Regions from separate parts of the Sus scrofa genome. Here regions 2 and 3 are each linked to region 1. Evidence: chromatin contacts called from public Hi-C data. All regions are on one chromosome and are shown on one strand. Each heading gives the region's core, a stretch centred on a gene start, on an enhancer-like site or on the middle of the called end of the contact. The rest is flanking DNA. Distances are from core to core; before and after follow the strand shown.

The links. Hi-C and Micro-C count contacts between places; a contact is called where the count stands out from the background.
Region 2: a Hi-C map of liver shows a contact between it and region 1, with 3 times the contacts expected there. The contact joins the promoter of LOC100623035 here to the promoter of ZNF444 in region 1. A contact is called at or near these places in 2 of 47 Hi-C or Micro-C datasets (liver and retroperitoneal adipose tissue).
Region 3: a Hi-C map of liver shows a contact between it and region 1, with 4 times the contacts expected there. The contact joins the promoter of ZNF583 here to the promoter of ZNF444 in region 1. A contact is called at or near these places in 3 of 47 Hi-C or Micro-C datasets (blood, heart right ventricle and liver).

Annotation. Positions count from the first base shown.
Region 1 is chr6:60,456,091-60,460,868 of Sscrofa11.1, reverse strand. It overlaps ZNF444 (zinc finger protein 444), which reads right to left and starts at 2,862. Exons shown (of 4, transcript XM_021095118.1): 1 at 2,751-2,862. It overlaps LOC102159166 (a long non-coding RNA gene), which reads left to right and starts at 739. Exons shown (of 3, transcript XR_002344832.1): 1 at 739-1,776; 2 at 2,140-2,215; 3 at 2,770-2,854.
Region 2 is chr6:60,756,661-60,761,438 of Sscrofa11.1, reverse strand. LOC100623035 (zinc finger protein OZF) reads right to left here and starts at 2,026. Exons shown (of 4, transcript XM_013998844.2): 1 at 1,833-2,026. It overlaps LOC110261070, which reads left to right and starts at 2,144. Exons shown (of 4, transcript XM_021095123.1): 1 at 2,144-2,484; 2 at 3,545-3,626. The coding sequence starts at 2,250.
Region 3 is chr6:60,718,362-60,723,139 of Sscrofa11.1, reverse strand. It overlaps ZNF583 (zinc finger protein 583), which reads left to right and starts at 1,845. Exons shown (of 4, transcript XM_021095099.1): 1 at 1,845-1,940. It overlaps ZNF582 (zinc finger protein 582), which reads right to left and starts at 2,095. Exons shown (of 5, transcript XM_021095108.1): 1 at 1,573-2,095.

The sequences.
Region 1 (4,778 bases), core at 1,613-4,112:
CAATTTGACCCCTAGCTTGGGAGCTTCCACAGGCCGCAGGTGTGGCCCCTACAAAGCAAAAAAAAAAAAAGGAAAAGAAAAAAGAAACTAATACAATGTTATATGCCTATTCTAGCTCAATGAAAAAAAGTAAACTCAACAAAATACATTCAATAAAGGTCACTCTGGAGTTCCTGTCGTGGCTCAGTGGAAAGAAACACATCTGACTCGTATCCATGAGGACACAGGTTCGATCCTGCCCTCGTTTGGTGAGTTAAGGATCTGGTGTTGCTGTGGCTGTGGTGTAGGCCAGTAGTTACAGCTCCAATTCTACCCCCAGCCTGAAAACCTCCATATACTGTGGGTGTGTCACTACAGAGACCAAAAAAAAAAAAAAAAAAGAAGTCCCTCTGCTGTGAAAACCCATCCCTGTTATCCACTGAGGGTCAAGTGCCTCCGGTAGCTGTTACAGTGCCCTGTGTTGTCTCCATCAAAGTACCTGTAACACAACTGTCTATGCCCACCCAGCTGGACCGGGGACCCCGGATGCCTCGGATCACCACCAAGAGGCCTGCATCTTACACTGTCCCACCCATCCCTCCCAAGAGCCCTGCTGCAAAGAAGAGAAATGGGCAGAGAATGGCAGAGGCAGGATTTGAACCTGGAACTGTCTGACTCCAGGGCTCACGGTGCTGCAACTACTTAATGGCTAAAAGACAGGCCCCTGACCGGCTGTATAGCACCGAGAAATCTCTCAGTATTTCTGTGTGGCAATGGCTCTGTGTGTGTGTGTGTAAATGAGTCACTTTGCTGTCAGTGGAAATTAACACAACACTGTAAACCAACTCTACTTCAATACAATTTAAAAAGAGAGAGACCAGGCTCTGACTCCCACTTTCAATCCTACCCCCCTTTTTTTTTTCCTTTCATGGCTACACTCACAGAATATGGAAGTTTCCAGGCCAGGGCCTGAATCCAAGCCGCAGCTTTCACAACTGGGAAATGCCAGATCCTTAACCCGCTGAGCCAGGCCGGGGGTCACACTTCCCAAGTGACCTGACCCGCTGCAGTCGGATTTTTCTTCTTTTTTTTCATTTTTGGCTGCCCTGCAGCATGTGGAAGTTTCCAGGTTAGGATCAGCTTTGAACCACAGATGTGACCTATCCTAAGCTGCAGCAACACCGGATCCTTTAACCCACTGTGCCTGGCCAGGGATGGAACCTGTGTCTGGCAGAGGCACCACCAATCCCATTGCGCCACAGCAGGCGCCCCTGGACGATGCCATCTCTCCATGGTGCGACCTTGGACTTGTGACTGGCCTTCCCTGGGCTTCCTTCGCCACCTGCAGTATAGGTCTAACAGTAGCTTTCCCAACAGGGATGCCAGGAGGATGAATCAGAAGGAAGCATTCAATGAAGACCTGCCTGTCTCCCCTGGGTTTCCTACCCTTACACTAGTGTTATGTGGGGCTGGATAACTGCGTTGTAAGAGCCATCCTACAATGTTTGGCAGCATCGCTGGCCTCTTAGCAACAGATGCCAGCAGTATCTCCGCAACTGTGACTCCAGACAGCGCTACAAGTCCCCTTGGGGATGGGGGGGTGGCACAGTCGCCCCTGGTTGAGAGCCACCGGCCCAATGGACAAATATTTACTCAGGGCAAAGGGCTCTGGAGCAAATCCCAGTTCTGCCACCTCCCAGCTCTTCGTCCTTGAACAAGGTACGACGCCTTTCACACAGAGTTGCCCTGCCCGGGGTGTAAAATGGGAAGAGGAGTCCTACTAACCCAAGAGTCGCGGTAAGAATTCAAGATGTGGGGAAAACAAAGATGCTGAGAACAACACTCGGCTGTGCTAACCAAGCCCCCAACCGGAGCGAACCTTTCCTGTTACTGTTACTTTGTGAGGTGCTGGGGATACCGCCATAAACAAAAACACCTGCATTACACCGAAGTTCGAGCTGGAATAAGGGTTAAACCAGGAAATAAAACTGGGTGACTGGGGCTGACAGGGAGGAGGGCAGCTTCAGATGATAACAAGAGCAAACACAGCCTTGAAGAGCTGCACGCCCACGAACCTAATCCCTTGCAACAAGCTAGGCGGGGGGGGGGGGGGGGGGAGCTCCATCGAGACAGAAACAAGGCAATTCGTCTCATCCGCAGGAATCTCACAACTCCATGAAAGTGCGACCGAACTTGTACGGACACGCACGAGGGGAGCCACCTGCACCCCGCCCGCGTGAGGACCACCCCCCCCGCCCCGCCCCGCCCCGAGCCCCTTTCCGCAAACCTCTCTGACCGGCTTGGTCCTGCGCCCCCAGACTCCATCGCAGGGCCCAGCCCACCCCCCTCGGCCCTCCCCCGCCCCCTCCCTCAGTTTCCAACTCTCCCCGGCGTTCTCCGCCTCCGGGGCCCACACCCCCTCCTCCTTCCGGGCCCTCCCCCTCCCGTCCGCGCTTCCCTCCCCCTCCCCCTTCATCCCGGCCCCCTTCTTATTCCCTCCCGCCAACTCTCCCGTCCCTCCCTCCTCCGGACCCCTTCTCCCCAAAGCTCGCCCAACTGCCCCCCTCCGATCCCTCCCTCCTTTCCTCCCTCGCTCACCTTACTCTCCCGGGCGAGGCCCCCCAAACCCCCTCGCCTCCTCGCACATGCGCACAGAGCTCATCAGAACTCCATGCCCCGGCAGGCTTTGCGCCAAACTCATCCGTCCCCCTCCCCTCAACACTCCCAGAGACCCAGGGATCTGTTCCCCTCAACGGCCCCGCCGGCCTCACCTAGAACTACATCTCCCAGGAAGGATCGCAACAACGGTGGCTTTCTATTGGCTCTCGCCGTGGCGACCCACTCACGCCCATCTCCGAATGGCTCCACAAGCACCAGAACTACATTTCCCAAGATGCACCGAAGCCCTCCCAGCGACCTATTGGCCCTCGCAAACATGGCCTCTCTTACCGCTCCAGGGTTTTTTGGACTACATTACCCAGAACGCACTGGGGCCTTCCCATTGGCCGGGGCCTTCCCATTGGCCGGGGCCTGGGCCCCAGGCATGCGCAAACGTGCCAGGATGAGCAGCCGGTGGGCGGAGAGGGGGAGGAGCTGTGGCGGCGTTTCCATGGAGACCGAAGGAGGCGCGGAGCGGCAGGCCCTCGGGAAATGAGGGCCCCCAGGCCCGAGGAGCGGGAGGGCGAGGAGGAGGGGCCCAGGCCAGAGTTCTGCACCAATCTGGGCCTACAGGGTGCGTCTCCTTGACAACGGGTCAGGTTTCACCCCTCCCCCATCCGGGCAGAACAAGTGAGTGAGGTGGGAGAAAGAAGCCGGATCGCGGTGTGAGGCTGCAGCCGGCTGGAGGGGAGTGTGTGGTTCGAGGGCGGACCCAGGCACCTTGCTCATCCCTTGGGAGAATGGCAGGCGGTTTCTGGCCTCCGTTTCCCCCGTGTGAGTCGGAAGGGTGCTGCCTGCACGTCCCCGACGCACCCTCGTAGGTCAGGGTCTCAATCTGCACGTCCCAGCAAGGGCAGGAACTCAGAAAAGATGAGTTACAGTTCGATGCACAGACAGTTCCAGGCCTGAGGACAACAGGAGCCGCTTGGACCTAAGGCTGTGATTGCCTCCTCCCCACCTCGTCTCCTCGGGGCAGGGTGAGAAGGAGACTCCCCCGCCCCCACCTTCTGGACTGATGTGCAGACAGGGTGTGACGGTGGCTGGCACATCACAAGCATTCATTAGCTGGACAAGAACTTTTCCCCTGGTTTCACAAGTGGTCAGTGGCTGAGTCAGAACCTCCTGTCCGAGACTGGGTGAAAGCCAACCCCCTCATTGTCACCCAACCTACCCTGGCCCACCTCTCTGCCCACCTTGCCTCTCCTGCCCAATGTGTTCCAGCCACACCGGAATCTTTGCTGCTCCAGGAACACGATGTTCTTGTTCCCACTCACATCCGATTGCCCACTTGACGTCTCCACTTGGATTTTTGAACAGGCATCTCAAACCATAAGGTGGGCAGAAGAGAATTTTTGCCCCTCCCCCCAGCAAAGAATCTTGCTTTTCCCCCAGTTTTCTACCATGTTAGATGATAAACCCATCATCCATACAAATGCCCACCCCAAACATGGAAGGGTCGCCTTTGATTTTCTTTTTCCATCACCCTCTTCCAGGGTGGGGATTCATGAGTGAATACATGCAAAGCACTTAGAACACTGCTTGGCAGAGAGTAAGGAGTCGGTCAATAAACATTAGCTCTTTTTTACCTACAGCTGAGTCACTAATAAAAACAAGCCCAAGGAGTTCCCTTCGTGGTTCAGCAGTAACTAACCCACCGGGATCCATGAGGTTGCGAGTTCGATTCCTGACCTAGCTCAGTGGGTTAAGGATCCTGCGTTGCCAGAAGCTGGGGTGTAGGTCGCAGATGCAGCTCAGATCTCGCGTTGTTGTGGCCGTGGTTTAGGCCAGCGGCTACAGCTTCTATTCGACCCCTAGCCTAAGAACCCCTATATGCGGCGAGTGTGGCCCTAAAAAGCAAAATAAAATAAAAATTAAAAAAAAAAAAAAAGCGAGCCCAACCCAGGTGCAAATTTGACTCCCCTACTCCCCACCCCAACCAGCCCAGCCACCATGTAATGAAATAGCTTATTTCACCAAAGAATGCCCTCAACTCGTCACCTGTCACATTCCTGTGTCCTGGGCACCAATTATAAGACAGATTAAGGAGTTCGCTGTTGGCCTAGCCAGTGAAAGATCTGTCCTTGTCACTGCTGTGGCACGGGTTCGATCCCTGGCCCAGGAACTTCTGGGTGCCACGGGAT
Region 2 (4,778 bases), core at 777-3,276, 300 kb before region 1:
GGCAAAAAATAAAGTCGCAATCATCATCACCATCCATGTAACCCACTGATTACCCTACTGGGAAGCGGCGTATTCAGTTTTGCTATTGCCATTTGTTAAAAGTACTTTAGTCTGAATCTGCTACTCTCTTATTTCTACTTGGTTCTATTTCTAGAGCTCATAGGAAAAAAAGCTGCAATTAAATTCCTTTTACCCAGAGACACACTTTCACACTATTCTGCAATTATCTCTTCTCCAGGCAAACATACACAGGTTTTCCGATCTCTTCTCATGAGACGTAGTTTCCAGATACTCCACCATCCTGGGTTCCCCTCAAGGTATGTCCTTTGGTTCATCAAAATCCTTCATAAAACACTGCTGTCAATTTGATTTGCTAAACAAAATTTTCTGAAGGTATAATGAATGGTCAAGAGGAAGAACACTGGACACTTGAGGGGTGAATGGAAATGGGCCTATGTAACCAGAGTCCCCCCAGGAAAGCAAGAACTGCTGGAGAGTTTCTGGGTTGGGAAAAAGAATCCTCAGGTGGATCAAGGAATATATTGAGGAGAGAGAAGGCCTGCATGGTAGGCACTTTTCTCAAGGTCACTGGTTCTCTGCAGTACATTTGAACCAAGGTTATTACCCAACTCAACTGTAGTCCAATTGCCCAATGCAGAGCAAAACCAATCTATTGATACAGAGTTGTGGTGAAGGAAAGAAAGTACATTATTTATTTCAGGGCACCAAGCAAGAAGAATGGGAAGCTAATGCTCAAAAGACCCAAGCTCCCCAGTGACTTTCTGGCAGGAGTGTAAAGGCAACATTAGGGTAAAGGTGGGGGTGAACGATTTCAGCTTGTGGACATTCTTCTGATTGGCCGGTGGTGAGGTACCAGGTGTTATGTGGGGCGTCAACATCAACTTTCTGGTTCTTCTTGTCAGCATGTAGTCACCATCCTTTGCCAAGGTGGGGGTCTTAGTTTCTGCAGAACAACTCAAAGGTATGGGTCAGGTTTTTATGCGTGTCTCTTTTTTTTTTTTTTTTTTTTGTCTTTTTGCCTTTTCTAGGGCCGCTCCCGCGGCATATGGAGGTTCCCAGGCTAGGGGGTCCAATTGGAGCTGTAGCCACCAGCCTACACCAGAGCCATAGCAACTTGGGATCCAAGCCGCGTCTGCGACCTACACCACAGCTCACGGCAACGCTGGATCCTTAACCCACTGAGCAAGGCCAGGGATCGAACCACAACCTCATGGTTCCTGGTCGGATTCGTTAACCACTGAGCCACGATGGGAACTCCTATGCGTGTCTTTTGAGGAGGAACTAAGACTCACGGATTTTATCAGTGAACTACTGTCTAAACTATTACTCCTCTTCTTGCTTGACTGCTTGTCATTTGTTTCTGCATGCCCTCACTTCTGTAATTAGTAACTACTTGTACCTGCTCCTTCGGACTCTGGGAAGGCCTAAGAGACTAGAGCCTTTTTTTTCTACAAACAATAAACTGGGAACACAGCGTGAAGGCCCCGCAGGCAGGGTCAACGTGGGCCAAGGTCTCAGCACCAGGCAAACGAACCTGTTCTAGTAATACCATTTTATATATGAACGAAGTGAAGTTCCGAAAAATTAAATGATTAGCAAAAAGTCACACAGCCTTTTCAGGGCTCAGAAGAGTTGTCAGGCAACACCCAGAGATGCGAAGCAAATCCCATAGCCATACGGACAAACGACTATTCAGAACAGGCCGCCAGACACACGGATTCTGGCAGCCCGGGCACACAGGTCTCCAGCGACCACTCCCAGCTGGCACTCTCGGAAGGCCCCCTCCCCCTCCACCGACCGGGAAGTCTTACCAGGTAACCCCAAACGCTTCCGTCTCTCCAGAAATCGGCGGCGACGTACTCTATGCGCCTGCGCAGCCCGCCCTCTTCGGCTCCAGTGGACGCGAAGCCACGCCCCCCAGGGACGGAGTGCGCATGCGTGTCTGTCACTCGCGACGCCTTCCGCCCCCCAGAGACGTATCGCGCTGAGGCCGCGCCTCCACGGACACCAGTACGCAAGCGCGTCCTATTCTCCAAGACCCTCCCCTCCGGAGACCCAAGGCGGGGGAGAGGAGGCCACGCCCTTCCGAATAAAGGCTCCCAGGCTCTGGGACAAACCCAGACACGCCCAGTCCTGGACCCGCCCTTCGCTCCCGAAGTCTCAGCCCCTGGGCGAGGCCGGGATCCCACAGCTTTCTGGTCTCCGGGACAACAGTGGTGACGCTGCACATGCGCGCACGGAGGCTTCGCCACTCCCAAGAACCCCCGCGGCGTTGCGCGACGGGCGTGTCCAATCCGGCGGCACCAGCGGACCGTGGGGCGCGCCCCGGGCGCTCCCCCAGTTCTGGGGCCGGTTTCCCCGCGGCGGGGCGGCCTGAGGTTCGGCTCGCGTGGGGGCGGGGCGGCCACGGCTCGAAACCGCTCCTGCGAGGGGCGGCTCGGGAGCTCGGCCCGGCGTCCACAGGTCTGTGGGTTGGGAGGCCGCCCGAGTGGGCGAATGCGAAGTAGCCCAGGCGTGTTGAGTGTGTTGGTGTTTATGACGGAGGCTCTGTGTGTGCGACTGTGTGCGTGCGCGTGCACGGCAGCTATTATTAAACTCACCGTTATTTGTGCGTGTATTAATTTCGCCCTGAATAGGCAGCGGAGGCACTGAAACAGCCCCGTTACGTACTTGGGAACCGTTACTCAACACTGAACAGTTATGTTTTGATAGCTCTTTCTTGGAGTTTGTTCCCAGGCACGGTCGACAATAGATGGCAAGGGGGTTGAGATCCTGGTCTCCTTCAACTTGCTTCCTCCTCAGCTCCCTATTCCCGGTGTTGTGAGAGAGGGAAAGGCCATGTCCCAGGACGTGCAGTCCTTAGGTCTGAGGGCCAAGTGAGGGTCCTTGGCTCTGCGTGGGAAAGAATTCAAGAGGAAGCCATAGGAAAGCAAAAGTGAGTTTATTTAGAGAAAAACACACTCCAGGCAGAATTGACCTTCTCAGAAAGTGAGAGCCCTCCCCGGATATGGGTTTGTTTTTCATGGGCTGAGTAATTATTTCATAGGCTGAGGAGAGGGAGGAGTATTCTAGTGATTTCCAAAAAGTTGGGGATAGAGTTCCCATCGTGGCTCAGCGGAAACGAATCTCACTAGCATCCATGAGGACGCAGGTTTGATCCCTGGCCTCACTCAGTGGGTTAAGGATCCAGCCTTGCCGTGAGCTGTGGTGTAGGTTGCAGTAGCTACAGCTCAGATTCAATCCCTAGCCTGGGAACCTCCATATGCCCTGGGTGCGCCCCTAAAAAGACCGGAAAAAAAGGGGGGATATCCTAGGAAATGAGCCACTGCCCACTTTTTGGCCTTTTATGCTCTCTGCTGTAGAACTGTCAGGGTCTAAAGGGGAATGAATTTTTGTGTTATAATGAAGGTATATTGAGCTAACAATGACCAGACTATTCTTGATTTCACCCGGTTCCAGCTGTTTTTTTTTTTTTTTTTTTTTATCAAATCCTAACAGCTGCTCCCCTTCTTTATTTATCTAGATTGTGTCCTGCTGCTTTCCCTCCTGTCGCACCAGGACTCTGTGCTTCCTCTGAGAGGGCTCTGCCAAAGTGGGCCTAACAGGTGAGTTTGTTTTACCTCTGTTAACTGCACATCATATTCCTTAAGTCCTGGAAACATGTAGTCTCTTCTGGTAGAAAACAAAATTCAACGACTAAGTTTTAACTGATGTTATGCAACAGTTTGTGAATTGGGCTGCATCTCATCTGACAGCTGGAGGGGCACTCCGGGGAGCGGTTTATTGGAAGGCTTTTATGGAAACAAGGGTGAGCTAAGGAAATCATTATCTAGAAAGAGAGAGAGAGGAAGAAATATTGATTGATTGATTGACTGGTTGTTTGTTTGGGGCCAGGTTCTTTTGGTGGGGAAGGAAAGGCACATGTTTTATGCAGATTGCTTCTTCTGGTTGGGGGGTGGGTAGAGAGGACCCATGTGACAAATTACCTCAGTGGTGATGCCCAGAACATTTCAAACTTGTCGATTTAAGATTATGTTTTTGGGGAAAGATCAAAACTAGTTAGGTTTACTCTTAACGCTTTAGCCGAAGTGATGCCATTTTGGCCCTGTGGTGTTTCTCTTTAACACTCCTCGTGAAACTGCTTGGGCAGTAGACGCCGACACGGGCGACGTCCTGGTCCTTTAATTCCAGCAAAAGGCGGGACTCTAGGTGTCCCCTTTCCACTTGTCTCTCTTTCTCTACTTTAAGTGTTCATTTTTCATTCAGTGAATTATTCCGAATCTCTACTCTGACCAATCATCTCAACACTCTTGGGGTCAAAAATAAGTTTCCTGAAGATTGTCGGTTTCTTGAAGAAGAAATGAATTCTCAGCCATCTTTGACCTTCGCAGCCTCGGGGTTGAGAACAAATAAGATAGAAAATGGTTTTGCTTTCTTTCTTTCTTTCTTTTTTTTTTCCTGGCCACGCCTGTGGCATGTGGAAGTTCCTGAGCCAGGGATCCATCTCACACCATAGCACCTACCCAGTGCAGGATCCTTAACCTGCTGTAGCACAAGAGAATCCCGATAGAAAATGATTTTGGTTCTTTTGGTCCTGGGAATGGCACAGGCTTCCTTTGGAAAATTTGGGAAACAAGAATGTAATTGGGGTCTTGAGTATGGAAGTCCGGGTTATGAGGATCAGGACGTTGACTAGGGCGCTAGTACAAGATGAACTGGAATCCAGTTTGAGGTTTGATAGCTTATGCACGAGGCAG
Region 3 (4,778 bases), core at 596-3,095, 260 kb before region 1:
TATAACACCTTTGAAAGTCTCCTTGGCTTTTAACCTAACTTCCAAATTCTCAAAGAACCCCACAGCCCAACTCAAGGCCTTGTGGACACGATTTTGTGGACCCTGCCTCGAGCCAACGAATGGCGGCAGTGGGCGAATTAGATGGAGTAGGCCCAGTGCTCCACTCTCGTCACATAAAGACGGCCCTGCACAAATGTGACAGCAAAGCTATGTGCATAATATTTGCTAAAAAACTGAACCAAAAAGTTAATACATTTCACAGGTAGGCAAGTGGTTGAATCATTTTTGACACAGCCATATGATGGATGCCAAGCAACTATCAAAAATGATGTGGTTGACAATATCAGCTGACAAAGATATTCACAATGGAGCCCTTTGTACAAGAAAACATGCAGCAAAAGAAGTGAAACCCAGAGTTCCCACTGTGGCACAGTGGGCTAAGAACCTGACTGCAGCACCCCCACCTCCCCATCCTGAAGTGTTGAAAGATCCTGTGGTTGCCATTGTGCAGGTCACACCCCTAGTTTGGATTCAGTCCCTAGCCCAGGAACTTCCATATGCCAAGAGTGCGGCCATAAAACAAAAGCAACAACAAAAAGACGTCAAACCCACCCATGCCCAGGCTAACTGCCCCTCCTCCCCAACGAAACCAAAACCAGAATGGAAAACATTGAGTATTAAGATGTATTGAGTATTAAGATGCGGAGGCTCATTTCATAAAAACTTAGAGTGCCTGGAGTGTTACAAATATTTAATTCTAAGTAGTGTGTAAATGAAATAATGATAAATGTTTCCTAATAGCACATAACAGGTCTTTTTCCTCGTGACCACTTTTTTTTTTAAGCATTATATGTATCAGCTGTAAATATTCTATTATAGGGCTGGCCTGTGATTTACCCAACCGTTTCCCCAAGGTTGAACAAATTTTGAACAAGATCCGGTAAAATGTTCAAACATGTCACAGCTTCTAAACTAGCCGTTCCGGAGTTCCCGTCATGGCTCGGTGATTAACCAACCCGACTAGTATCCTGAGGATGGGGGTTTGATCCCTGGCCTTGCTCATTGGGTTAAGGATTTGGCGTTGCCCTGAGCTGGGGCGTAGGTCGCAGTAGCGGCTGGGATCTGGCGTGGCTGTGGCTGTAGGCCGGCAGTTACAGATCGGATTAAACCCCTAGTCTGGGAACCTCACTATGCTGCGGAATAAACTAGTGGTTCCAAATCTTCTGGGGTCTTGCAACTCACTTCGTCAAAGATTTAAAAAAAAAAAAAACAACTACGTTAAGAATAAATGCAAAACATCCATAAGCAAGCATTTTCTGGAGTTCAGGACCCTCCAAGAGACACACCCACCTTAGGGATCCATGCACCCGGGCTATGAGCTCGACTGCAGGTAGGGGGCGCCAGCAGGGCGCGCTGCGGGGGCCGATGGGAAATGTAGTCCAGAGCGAGGAAAGCCGCTGACTTACGTGGGGGTAAGACGTTCCGGTTCTGCTTAAGCCCGAGACCTGCCTGGTCGTGGAGCTCGCTCCCGCGCGGATCCTACAACACCTGGCGAGCTCCGGAGCCCCTCACCTGCCGCCTCTTTGGATCCAGATGCCCCCGCTGCCGCGCCCACTCTAGCCTCGGGGCGCTTCCTCCTAGAAACCAGCGGAGTCGGGAGCCGGAAGATGGCGCAGACGCACAAAGCACCGCCGATGCTGCGTCCCGATTGGAACAGCGCCGCAGTTGCTTCTGGGAAACGTAGTCTCCAGGCCCAAAGGCAGTAACCAAACCGCAAGGCAAGATCTCGCGATGTTTCTGGTGGGCGGGTCCGTGCGTGTGTCTGTGTGTGAGAGAAAGAGACCGTCTGGGATGGGACGGGGTGCGCTGTGTCCACAGGCTGCTGCGTGAAGTTGTGTGTTGCGCTTGTTGTCCGCGCGTGGTCGTCTCTCCGACGGCAGGTGAGTGTGTGAGCGGCCGTGGTGGTGCGTGTTCTGACTCGGTGGTTGAGTGTGTGGCTGGGACCGTTCAGCGCCGGGCAGACGTCTGTGTGTGGCTGCAGAGGCGGTATATGTGCGAAGTTTCTTCTCACGTGTTGAGTCGTCCGGACCGTGCAGCAGGCATTTTACCAGATGTTCTGGAGGGAGGTAAAAGCCCTGGAGTTGGTTCCGTAACCAATTTTACAACATCTTGCACAAGAGTTCCCTCGCTGTGGCGAGGCGAGTTGAGTCCCACGGCGTGGCTGGGGTCGCCGTGGAGGCGCCGGGTCGATCCCTGCCCGGTGCAGTGGGTTAAGGAATTCTGCGCGGCGGCTCGGGCGGTATAGGTCTCGGCCGCGGTGGAGTTTCAGTCCCAGTCCCAGTCCCAGGAAACTCCACATGCCCCCAGAGCGGCCAAGAAGTCTATGATGGTAGCTGGGGTATTAGTCCATGAGTTGTCAGCTAGGAGAGAAAGCCTGGAAATATTAAACAGAGAAGCAGACTGTATGATAAGGGTAGCAAGTCATTGGGATAAAAATGGACTTTTTTGTGTGTATCTTTTTAGGGCCGCACCTGAAGCATATGGAAGTTCCCAGGCTAGGAGTCGAATAGGAGCTACAGCCTCTGGCCTGCGCCACAGCCACAGCAAGGCAGGCTCCAAGCCGCCTCTGCGACCTACACCACAGCTCATGGTAACACAGGAGCCCTAACCCACTGAGCAAGGCCAGGGATCGAACACGTGTCCTCATGGATACTGGTTGGGTTCCTTAACCGCTGAGCCACCACAGAAACTCCAGAAATGGACTTCTTAATGAGCAACCCTGAGGAATAACTGGATAACCATTGGGGAAAAAATTAAAGTGTATTCATGCTTCATATCATACAAAAGTATAATCACCAACTTTATCAGAGTTCTAAATTAAACCGTACAAATAGCAGACAAGTACAGAGGTGAATTCCATTATAACCTGAGTGTGTGGAAAGGCTTTCTAATTACGACTTAAAAATCCAAACTTAATACAAGAAAAGACTGCTACACTTGGGAACACAAAGCTAAAGCACTTTGTAAGGCAAAATACACCATAAGCAAAGGCAAAAGAAAAATGACAAAAGTTTTTACAACTTTATATATCTCAGATAAGGAGCCTATATTTCTATTGTATAAAGACAAAAAGCCAAAAAAAAAAAAATGCAAGCAATCCCTAAACTCAACTTTGTAGGTTCTTTTTCATAATAGCAGTGATTTGGAAACTATTTTGTATGCATCATAGGATTGAGAAAACAAATAAATATATTGATTTGTTGGAAGCCAGTGTTTTACTATGGGAAAAGAGTGAGTGGATGATGGAAGGTAGGGAAGAATCCTGTGGTATTAGATTCGTGTGAACTCATGGTTAAAAATGTGTGTGGAGTTCCTGCCGGGGCGCAGTAGGTTAAAAGGATCCAGGCGGGTTGCAGCTGTGGCTTGGATTCAGTCCCTGGCCCTGGAACTTCCATATGTTGTGGGTGTGGTCATAAAATTTTTTTTTTTTAAGTGTGTTTGTTTCCCTCACTAGATCAATGTTAACATCCATAGTGAGGGCACAGTGATTGCATGTACCCTTGATAAGATGTGGTGAAAATGACATTTTACCTCTGTGGTCTTCCTCTCCAGAACACATAATCCCAGTGTAATGGCAGAATATCAGACACGCTAATTCAGGGCCATTTGAAAAAATATCTGCCCTGAACTCCTTAAAACTGTTAAGGTCAATGAAAACAAGAAAAGTCAGAGAAATGGTCACAACTAAAAGGAACCTAAGGGGAGACAACTACTAAAAACAATGTATCCCGGATGAGATCCTGGAACAGAAAAAGTGTGGACTTTAGTTAATAGTAATGTATTCATGTTGGTTCATTAATTGTAAAAAATGTGTGCTAGTCGTGGAGGAAAGTGGGTGCAGGGAATATAGGAACCCTCTGTACTATCTTTGCAGTTTTTCTGTAACTCAAAAACTTGTAAAGTAAAAAAATTAGTCTTGTTATTTTTTAAAAAGTATCTGTGTTTTTATGTTTTCTACTCTATTTGTTGAATGGGCCCTGGGAGCAGTGATGCCCCAGTATCAATAAGCATACCTAAGTATCCAGACCTTGGTCTCTAAATACCATTTTCTAATAAAAGGAATCAAAGTTTCTTGGGGAAATGGCTGATTCTAGGACAGTGGCAGGGAAAGTACTAGATGAGTATGGAATATCTTCTTGTGCCAAAAAGTAGGGAAATGCTCAAAAAAATATGGAGGATTCCCTGCTTACACCTGTGCCGGTATAAGAGAACTAAACTTGCTATCCCACTCTATAAACGGAAAACTAGATAATACTTGTCTTTTCAGATATTGGACAACTGGTAGTGCAAGACTTTGATCCTTGAGAGAAGGGAGAATAAATGAGATACTACAGTTGCTGTGGCCTTTTCTCACTTGAAGGCATAGTTGAGACAATGTAGGAAGGAGGAGCCCAAGAAGAGCACAGCAGATTTGCTAAAGTGAGACAACAGAGCTTGGGGAAACTCAAGTAACTAGAATTTGATGAGCAGAGTGTGGGAGTGGAAGGAGATACTCAGAGAAAGAGCTCCAGAAATAGTCATAGGAGTCTCCTTGAATTTTTGGTGGTAAGCTAAGGTGCACATATATCTATTTGAAGTGAATTTCTAAAACAGGCAAAACTATATGATGGACAGTAGATCAGTGGTTGCTTTGGTCCAGGGGTCTGGGGAAAGTCTGAAAAGGAACAGAAGGGAACATTCTGGGTTGATGGAAACTTTCATATCTTGATTTGGGGTGA